Linked DNA regions of Mus musculus: all the other regions are linked to region 1. The links are chromatin contacts, called in public Hi-C and Micro-C maps. All regions are on one chromosome and are shown on one strand. Each heading gives the region's core, a stretch centred on a gene start, on an enhancer-like site or on the middle of the called end of the contact. The rest is flanking DNA. Distances are from core to core; before and after follow the strand shown. Region 1 has its middle 16 kb from the start of Gm51779. Region 2 has its middle 84 kb from the start of Pah. Region 3 has its middle 130 kb from the start of Pah. Region 4 has its middle 130 kb from the start of Gm30073.

Region 1 (3,150 bases), core at 284-2,783:
TGTCTCGGTTGCATTATAAGCCGTCACCTGGGGGCTGTTGTGAAGTATAGTTATCTGGGCTGGTTCTGGATTGCTCGATGTTGGTTGTAAGGGTAGGGCTTGACCTGGGGAGATGACTCAGTGGTTGGGATCGCTCACTGCTCAAGCGTAAAGGCTTGAGTTTGACTCTCTAGCACTCATATAAAAGCCGAATGTGTCAATGGACCCTGCCACCCCAGTGCTGAGAGGGGACCGGGAGTCGGGAGGATCCCCGTGGCCAGCTAGTCAGGCAGCCTCGCAGAGAAACAAGAGAGCATCGGGTTCAGGGAGAGGTCCTGTTCCTAGGAAATAAGACAGTGTGATAAGAAGCTGACACCTGATACCCTCTGGCCTTTGCATGCACACATATGTGTACACCCCAGATACACAGAGATAGACACACACAAATAAAGATGTGGCTTAATCCTTGTCTTTTCTTAGTTCACGCAGTGTTGTATGTGGACAGGATCGGCTCATCTTTGTGGATTCTCAGACTGTTTCAGAATTTTGTATCAGTCAAGACTCCTGGGGGTACAGGCTTCAGAAATCCACTTCTGCCCAACGACCAGAGCATCAGATCTCAGGTGCAGAACTGATGTTAGGGACTGCAGGACCAAAGGGTGCTACCGGGACTTCATCTGCTGCCCTGTTTTCTTCCTGATTACTGTTTTTAGGCAGCCTTTCCTCTGGAGGAGTGAGGAAGCTTCTAGAACTCTTAAGTCCGCAGCCTGTTCCAGAGAGGAGAGAGAATAACAACCTCTAATAAACAGTAGTTCCACCAAAATGGTCAGACTTGAAACTTCGCTCCCTGATTGGTTGGCTCAGGTCATGTGGCTGTCGGGTCTGCTCTGATTGGTTACATGTCTAAAAAAAGGCTCAGTCAGCATCGTCCAAAATCTGTGGGTTGATGCTGGGTAAAGGTCTCCTCTGGAGAAAGGTTGTAGCAAGCAGGCCGTGGACAGGTAAACAAAGGCCCAAGTTGTTTTGAGAGCAAACCAAGCTATACTCACTAGTAATCTTTCAGATCAAAAATAAGTCATTTCAGTAACACATATGCCTTTTGTTAACATGTAAGCTGAGGCTCCTACGTTTCTATCCAACCTCTGTAAAGTTGACTAGGCAGTGATCACATTTTTCAGATGAGGAAACTAACAGAGTTGTCCAGAGACCTGCGAGCAGTCTCCAGCCTGATGGTGACAGACTCCAGTCAGATGATGGCGACAGCTTCCAGTCCCGACTCTGTTTTCCTGATCCTATTCAACTGACCCCCTTTGTTTTCCCTTTTAACACTAACAGAGGATTCCACAGAAATTGCAAATTGCATTTTATAAACCAAATTAAGTACATCAGTGCCGAACTGTGTTTGGGTTTCCTAACATCCCTTACATGTGGCGTTGTCCCGTGTTCTCCCCCCTCCCCCCTTCTTTTCTGTCTTGCTTGGAGACATACTGGTCTGGTGTTTAAGCTTGGAATGAGGGGGGTGGGGTGGGAGGGAGATAAGTGGTCTCCGATCCTCTCCCTCTCCCTGATTCTGGCAAGCTGGTAAAGCCAGCTGTCTACCCACACACATACGCTTGGTCTGGCTCTGAATACCCCACATTCTCAAGTCCAGAATGTCATGCATCTGCCTCATGTCGATTGCACAAGAGAGCAACCGCACTGGGGCCCCGGAGGGGAAGCTGCTGGCTCCCCTTGGTCACCCCCAGCAGATTCATATTCTAAAACGAAGGGCAACAGAACCCCAAGCTTGTATTGGAGATGGCAGCGACCTCCAAGGTCGATGCTTGCAAAGGCTGGAAGCAGATACTGGCACTCTATGAGGCTGAGGCCAGGGTGCTTGCCCAGAGGTGCCTTGGGAAGCCTGTGACATAGGCACTCCCTCTCAGCAAGCAATTTGGTATGCTCCTCCAACCCCGAGCGGGTTCCACCTCTGTACTTTTTCATTAGAAGTGGATTGCTGCTCTCTGATAGGAAAGATCCATTAAGGAAATAGGATCTAATTCTGGAACCCAGGCTGGCCTGAACCTAACTTTTTAGCCTTGAACTTGCAGCAATCCTGTTTTTTTCCAAACGCTGAGGTTACAGATGTGAGCCATTATACCCAGTTCAAGATACAGTTCTGACATTGTAGCTGTAAGCTGGGGTCTTGCCAATGACAGTTCTGTGACCTTCTGCTGCTCACTATATGGTCAGAAAAAAAATTCTAAGGTAGGTGGGATTTGGTCGTGTATGCTCCTAGTTCTTTGAACTATTTGCTCTTAAATGTTTTGAATCAATAATCTATTACCAGTGTAAGCCTCGCAATAGCATCTATGTATGCCCTGGGAAGCCAACTTACTCTGCAATGTCTCCATCTATTCACTTTACCCCTTTCCCTAAAGGTAAGACTTCAGAATTAAGTCTCAGCCCAGAGAAGGAAAGGAGGGGAAGCAGATGTGAAATCCCACCCATAGCTGGGGAGCTATTGGCAATTGATCTCTGCAGGGAGAAGGAGAGTCATTTTTCTTTAAGAGTGGCTCCCCTGGTGAGTCAAGCAACCTCACTGGAAGGCCACACACCCAAGAATATATGCTGCGTAAGTTGGGCTTGATGGGTAAAAAATAATAATAATAATAATTGGATGAGTGGGGGAGGGGTGGATCATGAGGGGGTGGGGAGAGGGTGAATATGATCAAGCACTTGTAAATATTAGGAAAAAGGCAAGGGGAGGGGGGAAGGCTGGAACTTAATTAAAAAACAAAACAAAACAAAACAGGAATGACGGTTACAGTAATCCTAGTCCTTGGGAGGCTGAGTTAGGGGGACCATGAGTTTGTGGTTAGCCTGCTCGTGATAGTGAGTTCTAGGCTGGGTATGTAATGAGACCCTGTTAAAACAAATCAGAATAGCATAGCAGTACTTCTAACATATAGATAAGTAATTATGCCTTAGGTACTTCAGATGGCTAATGTAAGCAAATAGTGTGGGAGATTGGATTCTCCAAACAGAAAATCTTGTGGTTAAAGTTTCCCCCCACCCTCAGCATTAGTTACTTTACATATTGTGGGGGCAGAATATTGCCAGAAGCAACTTCATAAAAAGGAAGGGTTGCTTTCGGCTCAAAGTTTGAGGGGAGGTTGTGGCAGTGAATTT
Region 2 (3,150 bases), core at 299-2,798, 720 kb after region 1:
ATCTTGTCAAAAACTGTGCATCAACCTTACATAAAAGCCATAACCCAGACCAAGTTATCTCAAGGCTGTGAACATGAATGAGCCTTACAAATTCAAGTATATATTCTTCCATGAGGCACCAGCAGGAGTCACTTATGAAAAGGAAGACATCCAGTTTTCCTACTTGTAGTCGCTTGTTCCATGAAGACCCCCATGTTTATCTGAGCACTGCTACTACGTAATATTCAGGGTATTACAGGCTGAGGGGTGTGGAGCAAAAAGAACATTGGAGATGACAAATATGGCAGAGAATAAGGTGAATTAAGTCTCTAGAACCCTGCTTAGGGTAGGACCAAGTTTTTAAAAACAATCTTAGCCAGTAGTCTCTGCAGGTCCTCTCCGGATACTCTCTGGGGATTCAGTAGTATATAGTACAGTCAGTCAGTAGCACTTGTCTCTGGCCTCTGCTTCAGTTCCTGCCTTCTGGATTCTGCCTTAAATTTCTGCCCTGACTACCCCTCATAATGGACTGTAAGATGTAAAGTTAAATAAACCTTTTCCTCCCCAAGTAGCTTTTGGCCATGACCTTTAATCACAGCCATAGAAAGCAAACTGGAACATCCCTTTCTTTTCCAGATACTCTGTGCCTACACAGTGGTGATCATCACAATGCTAGATCTTGTTTTGTTTTGTTTGGGGATATCTGCTCTCACTTTGATCCGGTGAACCAAGAGTCCTCAATCCCTTTGCCTCCAGCAATATCCGAATGTAATCTAGGTTACAGTACAAATCTGCAATCTGCCAGTAAGGTGTGCACACACGGGAAATGGAAGGTGGAAGAGAGCATGTCAGCGATGTATTCAGGGGACTGGGATGGTGGGAGGGATTATGGGTGGAAAGAGTGATATGGGATGAAGGCTAAAATCATCCTTTGTCAAAGGCTACAGCAAGCAGCATAAATGGCTCTAGGGAAATAAGGAAAAGCTGTAAGAATAGGGAGTTGGGTAGGAAAATGTAGCCATGCCTTCAGTGTCCTTCCATGTATCAGAGAGCCTTCCATGTAGCAGGGACTCAGGAACGTAAAAAGGTGTGCAGATCTGTGCTGGAGTCAGACTATTCACTCATCGTGTTGATTCAATCCTGCAGTAGGTTCAACTTCACTCGACATTTAAAAATCACCTCGGTTTTGCTTGTGCTAACTCGGGAATTTGTGAGGGGCTGGAAAGGAAAGGTAAAGGGGACAATAGGACCTGGAGCTATGATGATTGCAGTCAAAGGAGCCAGAATGAACATCCCTGTTGGTACCCAGGACATATCCCAACTGAGGCTTACTTGCCTGGGGGCTTTGTAAGAAGATCTTTGCTTGGCTCAGGAAGAGGTCGACTGCACACTGTATTTTGCTCATTCCAAGCAAACAAGCAATAATGTAATGGCAGGAAGCCTCGTAAAAATGGTTATTTCTATTCCCGGACTGCTCTGGGGCTCCATCTAATTTATAAACATTGTTTTATGAAAAATTGAGATCATTCTTGGAAGTGCCCACAGACAGTGACCTCTGCTTGTTTTGGTGCAGTGTTTGCGTGTAAGTGTGTACACGGGCTGTTGTTGCTAAGGAGGCGGTGGCCAGCTCTGGGGAATGGCTGCCTTTCCATTCTGCACATTTTCTTCTTCAGGGAGGGCAAACCTGACACCCCTCACCCCAAATCAATTACTCCTCACAAAGACAGAAATGAATTCGGCGGCAGCAGAATGTCAGAGGCAGGATGGCCTTACCCACAACACATTAAAGAATAGTTCAATTCTTCCAAGTGCTTCCACATGTAGAAATATTTGAGTTCTCCAATTTTTTTCTGAGAATTGGGCCACTGATACCAAGTTGTCTGGTAGGATTTGCATTAAATTCTAGAACTTATAGCTGCTATTAAGTGTACAGGGCTGGAGGAAGGAGTCTGAGATTGGAGGAAGCAGAGATCAGATATAAATCAACTGTGGGAGTTCCTGATGCCTCCTAAAAATGAGTAACGATTGGAAGAGTATGAGATCCGAATAAAAATCATGAGTAGGGCTCACCTTTCAGCTCTGCTTCTTTGCTTGCTGGGTGGCCCTGGACCCATAACTTAATACTAAGAAAACCCAATTTTCTCAAATGTCAGGGAAAACACCTGTATTCATTAATTCAGCAAGCATCCATGATGTGTGTGGGATACAAAACAGCCAGCCTCAGTGGACACTGGGTCCAGCAGCTTCCTTTATGCAGAATGTTCTTTTCTCAGACATCTACATTGGTCATGCCCTTCCTTTCCTATGACTGTCTACTCAAATCTCATCTCGGTTCTTCAGTCATCCCTGCTCGAGGTCGGTTCTTCAGTCATCCCTGCTCGAGGTCGATATGAAGAGCATCCTTTTGGTATTTTCCCCTCCATACCTTTCCCTTTCTTCCTTTTCTTGTTACCTGACATAATTATATATTGTGTGCCTCTCTCCCCCCCTTCTCTCTCTCAGCTGCTGTGCTTTTATATCAAATCTCCCCTAATTAGAATTACTATGATGAAATTACTTTTTGTTGTTAAGTAGTTTTTATATGTATGCATATGTGCCTGCCTATGTTTATGTGTATCATGTGCATGCAGAAGCCCGTGGAAGCCAGAAGGGGCCATCAGATCTGCCAAAATTGGAGCTGTATAGTTGGGACCCACTAAGTGGGTGTTGGGACCCAACTAGGTCCTTTGCAAAATCAGAGAGTGCTCATAAGTGCTGAGCCATTTCTCCAGCCCCAAGGTTCATAATGATGCCAAACACTATTATAGAGACTAAATATGAATTTATCAAATCATTGTGTATAGATTCCCCCAAAGTATGTTTTCTGAGATAGCTTCATAATTGAGAAAACAAAATTCAGCCTAAATGTTCAGAGGAAACATGTCACAGCGGAGTTTGACAGACTTGGTTAAACTTGTGATGAGAAGAAAGGATACTTTCTCTTAATATTCACAGGAGTCATTGCTGAGGGGTGTCCCCCAACGCAGGCCTCCTACTCCCTGGTTAATATTTAATCTCTTTCCTCCAGCCTTTCATTATACTAGCTTTAAACCTAGAGCCATATTAGAAGTGACTCTTTGAACTCTGGGATGATTTTTTGCTTCACTTTTTATGGAACTGAAATATCTCTGA
Region 3 (3,150 bases), core at 356-2,855, 670 kb after region 1:
AAACAAGACAATCAGAACATACACATATAGTCATTTTTGTTTAATGTCTTTTTTTTAATAGCAAGCAAAATCCAGGTGTGAAGCACATCTGGACTCGAGCCAGCACTCATCACTTCTAGGGTAAGCTTTCACCAAGGAAAGCCACGCTTAACTCAGGGCCTCTAGAATATGGTGGCCATGAACTTGCACTGTTAATTAGGTTCTCCTGTTGCTGGTTAGGACTTCTCCACAGGTCTTTCTCTTCTTAGAAGACAAAAGATTTGACAATACCTGTCTCCAGTCAGTGTAGCCTGTTTGCTGCCAAGCATCCATTCCGTGGTTCTCAATGTTTGTAGTGTATGTTAAGTTTCCCAGAAGACCTGAGTAATAGAGAACTTATTGGGTACTGTACTCAAGATTCTGATTCCCAGCACCTGGGACTGGGCCAGGGAATCTGCATTTCTTACAAACTGCTGGTGACAATGACACTAGGTTTACTGCTGTAAACACTCAAGGAGGAATGGCCACTTTTGATTTCTTTCTCCATAGAATTGACCCTCGGCTCTCATGGTTTCTCACACCAATGTTGCCCACACCAGTCACTGTGAATCTTCCTGGGAGTCCATTTCAACTGCTGCTCCTTTTGAGGGGTTAAATATGTGCCAGCCATTCTTTAAGTAGGACTGGACTAATTTCATTCTTACGATCATACCAACATTAGAACAAAACTGAAACCCAGAGAGAATGAATGACTTGCCCAAGGTCACACAGCTTGTGAACAGTATAGCTGGAGTCCAGATCCAACGTATTTGACTCAGAGCTTGGTTGTCATGTAATTGATAGATCAAGCTGGGACTTGTACGGAAGTGTATGAAAAGACTATTAATGAATGCCACAGGAAAAGACATAAACTAGGACTGTTGTAGGTGAGCCTACATGTAAGGTTATCCAAAGGGAGTTTGCACAGACTCTTGAACCGGAGATAGAGGCAGAATGGCTAGAGTTGGGTATAGTTAAAGAAACACTTGTGTTCATGCAGAAGCTTGTATACAACGGAGTTTATCAGTTTCCACTCTATTTCACCCACCGTTATACTTCATGTAGAGCAAAACAAGGAAAGTCTGCCTGCCTGCCTGCCTGTCTCTGTCTGTCTGTCTGTCTGTCTGTCTCTGTCTCTGTCTCTCTGTCTCTCTGTCTCTCTGTCTCTGTCTCTCTCTCTGTCTCTCTGTCTCTCTCTGTCTCTCTCTGTCTCTCTCTGTCTCTCTGTCTCTCTCAGTCTCTCTCTGTCTCTCTCTGTCTCTCTCTCTCTCTCTTTCCTCCCCTCCCCGGGTTGCTTCCAGTCACAAGCCTGTAGAAATGCAACTTGAGGGCTTAGTCCTTTAGGTATGGAAGTAGAGACATTTTAGAAGAGAAGATGAACTATGGCTTTCAAGAACTTCTGGATTCAGGGATTATGTGCAAAATCCTGCCCATCAGGGTGGTTTTTATATAAGAGAAGCAGCTGTTGGGCCCTTAGCCCTCTTTGATTTACAAAAAAAGAAAGGGTAATCCATCAGATTTTTCCCCCCTCTGTCCCAAGTGCAGGAATTTCTAAAGAGGCTCAACACTACCCTCTAGTGTGCAAAACAAGAAGGCCTGGACCTCAAGGAGCATTTATGATAAAGGCAGCTGGAAGAAGAGATGATTAAGACAAGAGAGAAACGTCTCTAAGACTGCCCCACCTGGGGATCCACCCCATAAAAAACCACCAAACTCAGACACTATTGCAGATGCCAACAAGATTTGCTGACAGGAGCCTGATATAGCTCTCTCCTGAGAGGCTCTGCCAGTGCCTGGCAAATACAGAAGTAGATGCTCACGGTCATCCATTGGACAGAGCACAGGGTTCACATTGAAGGAACTAGAGAAAGTACCCAAGGAGCTGAAGGTGTTTGCAGCCCTATAGGAGGAACAACAATATGAACTAACCAGTACCCCCAGAGCTCCCTGGGACTAAACCACCAATCAAAGAAAACACATGGTGGGACTCATGTCTCTAGTTGCATATGTAGCAGAGGATGGCCTAGTCATCAATGGGAGGAGAGGCTCTTGTTCTTGCAAGATATATAAGGGAATGCCAGGGCCAGAAATCTGGAATGGGTGGGTTGGGGAGCAGGGGGAGGGGGAGTGGATAGGGGATTTTAGGAGAGGAAACTAGAAAAAGAGATAACATTGAAAATGTAAATAAAGAAAATATCTAATATAGAAAATAAGAGTCTTATGGGCCCTCTGAACTAGAAAGGTTCTTAAACATGAAGACCTAAGATGATGCTTCTGATATAGCAGAGCAGTCTGTGAAGTGTACCCTGCAATACCTTCATCCACACAGGAGAATGGGCTAGAAGGACACTCTACAACGTGATACTAGCCACCTCCTGGTCCCACCACAGTAACAGAGTTACTAAAGCTTCCATAGAGATATGGAAAGCTGTGTAGAACTTATTACCTGGACACTGCTGACCACTGAACTCTCCTGTCCTCCAAAGATGCCATGTTACTTGCTGGGCAATTGCTATTGACAGAAACAGAAGAAAGCACTTACCCGAGGACCCTATATGATAGACGCCTTGACACATAGGCTCTGATTTTTCTGCTTTGTTCACTGGAGATCATGTTCTGTAGTAGAGCTAAAACTTAGAATGAAATGACTGGATGATGACTGAATCCAAACTTCTTGTCAGTGGTGCCGAGGCCTGGAGGATCCTGCAAAGCACCAGGAAGCCATGTGACGCCTCCAGCAGGGTGGACAGTCTTCTCTCGGGTCCGTGTGTCCCTTGCACTCTGTTCTCCCCTTCTTTCTCTACCACAGTTCAACTCTATCTAAGACTTATTCCATGAGCCCATCTCTTCAAATTTGCTCATAAACTTTGGAACATTTCCTTTCTGACTGTTGATAAAAATTGCCCTTCTGTCTATTTATAAAAACAAACAAACAAACAAACAAAAACACATAGCCTCCTGCCTATGCACAAGTCAGTTCTAAAGAACACAGGAATGAAAAGAGGCAAAGACCATACCTTGGATGGACTGGCAGTTTCTAGAGCTAGACAAGAATGTGAAAACAAGACAGAGTTACAATTAATCAGTTCTTCTAAGGAAGATCTCTGAAGATGAGGACAGAGGAAGTGATAT
Region 4 (3,150 bases), core at 418-2,917, 650 kb after region 1:
CCCCCCCCCCCCCTAGAATGGGAGGCGCCTCTCTCCAACAGTGGGAAGGATAAAGGTGGACACGGAAGTTGTCAACATGAATCTGGAATCGTTCCCACGAAGCTTGCTTGCAGCGGGGCTTCAATGCTAACCCCACCCCTTTCTGTTTTTAACCTAAGATTTAACAGATGGTGGGAGGAACAAGAACCTCTTAGTTTAAAAAAGAAATCTATAGATTCAGGACCCCCTTTCCAAAAGCTGCGGAGTCTGGGGAGAGGGGCTTCAAGCTTACGAACGAACTCCACGGGATTGATCGCTCGCAGCAGAGTGGTGGAAAAACACTGTTGATAAGGCTGTCTGGAGCCAGCCTGTGGAAGGCCTTGGATTTCAGGACAGAGGGTTTGGACTTGGTCCTGGAGGCAGAGGGAGCCAGAGAAGACTGGGGGGGGGGGGGGGGGGTGAGCACTTGATGAAAGAGTTCCTCAGTCACTCAAGAAAAATCACTTGCACAGCTCATTCTTCTCCTTAGAAAACAATCTCAGAACTTAGCTTCAAATGTACCCCCAATTCAGCAAAAAACATATACCAGCCCCTGCAAGGCTCCCATGGGGAGTTCATGAGTGCAGGCTCAAAGCATAATCTGTGTTTTACTTGGCATTTTAGCATGTCTATGGGTGATGCATGTCCTCAGATGAGGACAGGCTGATATGATTAAACATTTTTATATCAGTTATTCTGACTCTCTCATGGTGCCTTCCTACCCCCACCTCACCACCAGCCCCCATCCCCCTTTTCAGCCTTCCACTTCAGGCCTTCTAGATATTCGGAGTGAAGTGCTTAGAAAAGAGATGAGTATCGTCCTTAGTAGCACCTGTGTGGTGCATAGTCTCAGCACAAGAGGTTTGCAGGGATCCAGCCACTGCTTTCTTAAGGTCTCTGGATATCACGTGGTTCCTAGGAGTCTGGCATGTGGTGTCTGGCACTTGGCATGTCGTGTATGGCAAGTGTTCAACCAGAGTCACAGTGTTTATGGTACATATGGCTTTAGCTGGTATCTAGCTTGGTTTGCTTCCTCCCATCCTTCTTGCTTAAGGCCTTCCCTCTGTTCTCTCACACCTCTCCCCTACTTTCTTTTAGACTGTGGGTTCTAGTCTTCTCCTTCTCTTTCTTCTCCTCTCTTCTTACTTTCTATCTCCTTGTAACTTTCCTTTTTCTCTAGAGGAACTGGGAAAGACAAGGGTGTGTGGGCGGCCATGGAGTCCCTCCAAGGAAAGTGTGAGGCTTTGGGCAAAAGAGATCTCTCATTTCTTCCAAACATAGGTCTAATCTGAACAGCCTCCAGGCTCTAGACTCCAATCCAACATCAGTGGTTTCAGTCGGCCTCCGTGAGGAAGGGCCCCAGGGATGCTCTGTTGTTAGTCTTGTCTTGGAGAAAACCAAGTCTCTGAATTTACTTGTTTCACAGAATGGGGCACCCACATTCCCTTTCCTAAGCCACTACAGCCCCAGAGAGGCTCCTCTGAGCGAGAGGCCTGGCTGCAGAGAAGCAAGACTTCATTAAGGATTTGATTTATCCCCAAATGATCTATTGTTATGCATCAAACATGTTTTCCCTCCAAAGCAGTTGGCAGGCAGCACACAGATAAATTACTACAAGATGTAACCATACAAGCTGTTCAAAAGGAAAACGGTTCTCTGTGTGTGGAGCTCAGGAGAGCACATCTATAAACATGTGTTGGGAAATCGCTTTGGTATAAGTTGGCTGGAAGAAATGGGAGGCCGCCCTAAAGTACCAGCTTGTTGTGATATGGGACAGTTCTTCTGAGGTCATGGCCCAATGTCTCAGGGGCAAAGAAATAGCAGGCCATTTCCATAGACAAAAGAGCCAGATTTCTTGTTTGCTGGAGAGAAGGGGTTATGAAGATTTTACTTGCAAATCAGGCAGTTAATTACTGCTCTGCTGTGTTTCAGATGAGTAGGATCACACGGCAGCATAGTGCCATTCCGTTCATTAGGAAGGAAAAGCTACTGGGTGTAGCATCATAGAAAGAGCAGAATAAATCACTTCCCAGCCACATGCCCTTACTAGCTCTGAGATCCAACGCATCTCGGAGATGCTGCTCTCATTTATCAGATCAGAAGTTGAGCATGCATGCCTCGCTTTGACAAGGTTAGAAGATCTATCTCTTGTCTTGGGGAATTATATCCTACAGGAAGATAACCCCAATGATAAAGTGTTTTTCACTCGAATGCATAAGGACCTGAATTCAATCTCTGGAACCTGCATATTAAAAGCCAGGTGTGGTGATAATGCACTTGTAATCCCAGTGCTAGAGGTTTGGAGTCGTGGAAATCTGAAACTCAACGACCAACAAGCCTAGGCTATTTAACAAACTCAATGCCAGTGACAGAGTCTGCTTCCTCCAAAAGATAAGAGCCCAAGGAATGACACCCAAGTTGTCTTCAGACATCAACACTTATATCCACACATACACACATCCTCACATACGATTCAGATACACCAGTACAAACATGTATACGCAGGAATTATATCTGCAATCTGCTGTGTCATTTCACTATAAGCAATGACCAGTCATGATGTGTCAAAATTAAATTAAAATAAATTCTTTAGTCAGTAGCTGCATGGAGCTTGTGGCTACTATGTTTGGTAGCAGAGAGAGAGATTATTTTTATTCTGCTCATAGCTCAACTGGAAAATGGTGTTCTAGACCCTGACAGGGGCAATGTGGAGAATATACATACAATTGCCTCCTGCTTCATGGTTTTCAGGCATATGTGCATATCACAGTGACTTTCAGAATTATGTTTGTAGCAAAGCAGAAATGTTCCTTGATATCCTGTTTTTACAAAAATCTTTATTTGAGGATCTACCCTGGCTACGTCTACAAAGCATGGTGATTGCTGGAAAATCAGAGAGTAGAAAGTAGATGATTTCTTGGCCTTCAGAAAGAGGTCACCAAGGGAGCAAGTATGAGAGACCTTGGCTCCAGCCACAATTGCACTTCAGCAAGTGTGACAGAGTAAAAACAAAAGGAAGTCAAAAAGGAAAGGGGAAAGAAAGAAAAAGTCAAAAACTCTGACCCATAATTGTGCCTGTCCAAAAGAACTGCAGGGACAAAAATGGAGAAGAGCCTGAGGAAAAGGAGGTCC

The links. Hi-C and Micro-C count contacts between places; a contact is called where the count stands out from the background.
Region 2: a Hi-C map of uterus shows a contact between it and region 1, with 2.0 times the contacts expected there. The contact joins two enhancer-like sites. A contact is called at or near these places in 5 of 39 promoter capture datasets (the 3T3-L1 cell line, the C10 cell line, hippocampal neurons and 1 more), 5 of 15 datasets of contacts at CTCF or cohesin (the NIH/3T3 cell line, embryonic stem cells, liver and 2 more), 76 of 484 Hi-C or Micro-C datasets (the 3T3-L1 cell line, the AML12 cell line, the AtT-20 cell line and 42 more), 6 of 115 datasets of contacts at active chromatin or transcription factors (acute myeloid leukemia, astrocytes, embryonic basal ganglia and 3 more) and 1 of 9 other capture datasets (embryonic stem cells).
Region 3: a contact with region 1 is called in a Hi-C map of bone marrow-derived macrophages, with 27 read pairs. The contact joins two enhancer-like sites. A contact is called at or near these places in 1 of 39 promoter capture datasets (the 3T3-L1 cell line), 2 of 15 datasets of contacts at CTCF or cohesin (hippocampal excitatory neurons and large pre-B cells), 63 of 484 Hi-C or Micro-C datasets (the 3T3-L1 cell line, 3T3-L1-derived adipocytes, the AML12 cell line and 36 more), 5 of 115 datasets of contacts at active chromatin or transcription factors (SST interneurons, acute myeloid leukemia, embryonic basal ganglia and 2 more) and 1 of 9 other capture datasets (embryonic stem cells).
Region 4: a contact with region 1 is called in a Micro-C map of palatal mesenchyme, with 2.3 times the contacts expected there. The contact joins two enhancer-like sites. A contact is called at or near these places in 1 of 39 promoter capture datasets (the 3T3-L1 cell line), 43 of 484 Hi-C or Micro-C datasets (the 63-12 cell line, the Ba/F3 cell line, the C2C12 cell line and 26 more), 5 of 115 datasets of contacts at active chromatin or transcription factors (SST interneurons, acute myeloid leukemia, embryonic basal ganglia and 2 more) and 1 of 9 other capture datasets (embryonic stem cells).

What each region holds. Positions count from the first base shown.
Region 1 is chr10:88,319,649-88,322,798 of GRCm38.p6, reverse strand. It overlaps a transcript of Washc3 not described here. Among named protein-coding and RNA genes, the nearest start is that of Gm51779, 16 kb to the left of the region's middle. Within about 2 kb of position 1,533, at least 55 of the 459 cell types and tissues checked have an H3K27ac peak or open chromatin away from gene starts, as enhancers often do. A contact at or near this core is called in bone marrow-derived macrophages, palatal mesenchyme and uterus, where this site is marked.
Region 2 is chr10:87,604,094-87,607,243 of GRCm38.p6, reverse strand. No RefSeq gene overlaps it. Among named protein-coding and RNA genes, the nearest start is that of Pah, 84 kb to the right of the region's middle. Within about 2 kb of position 1,548, at least 4 of the 459 cell types and tissues checked have an H3K27ac peak or open chromatin away from gene starts, as enhancers often do. A contact at or near this core is called in uterus, where this site is marked.
Region 3 is chr10:87,647,721-87,650,870 of GRCm38.p6, reverse strand. No RefSeq gene overlaps it. Among named protein-coding and RNA genes, the nearest start is that of Pah, 130 kb to the right of the region's middle. Within about 2 kb of position 1,605, at least 6 of the 459 cell types and tissues checked have an H3K27ac peak or open chromatin away from gene starts, as enhancers often do. A contact at or near this core is called in bone marrow-derived macrophages, where this site is marked.
Region 4 is chr10:87,665,033-87,668,182 of GRCm38.p6, reverse strand. No RefSeq gene overlaps it. Among named protein-coding and RNA genes, the nearest start is that of Gm30073, 130 kb to the left of the region's middle. Within about 2 kb of position 1,667, at least 46 of the 459 cell types and tissues checked have an H3K27ac peak or open chromatin away from gene starts, as enhancers often do. A contact at or near this core is called in palatal mesenchyme and uterus, where this site is marked.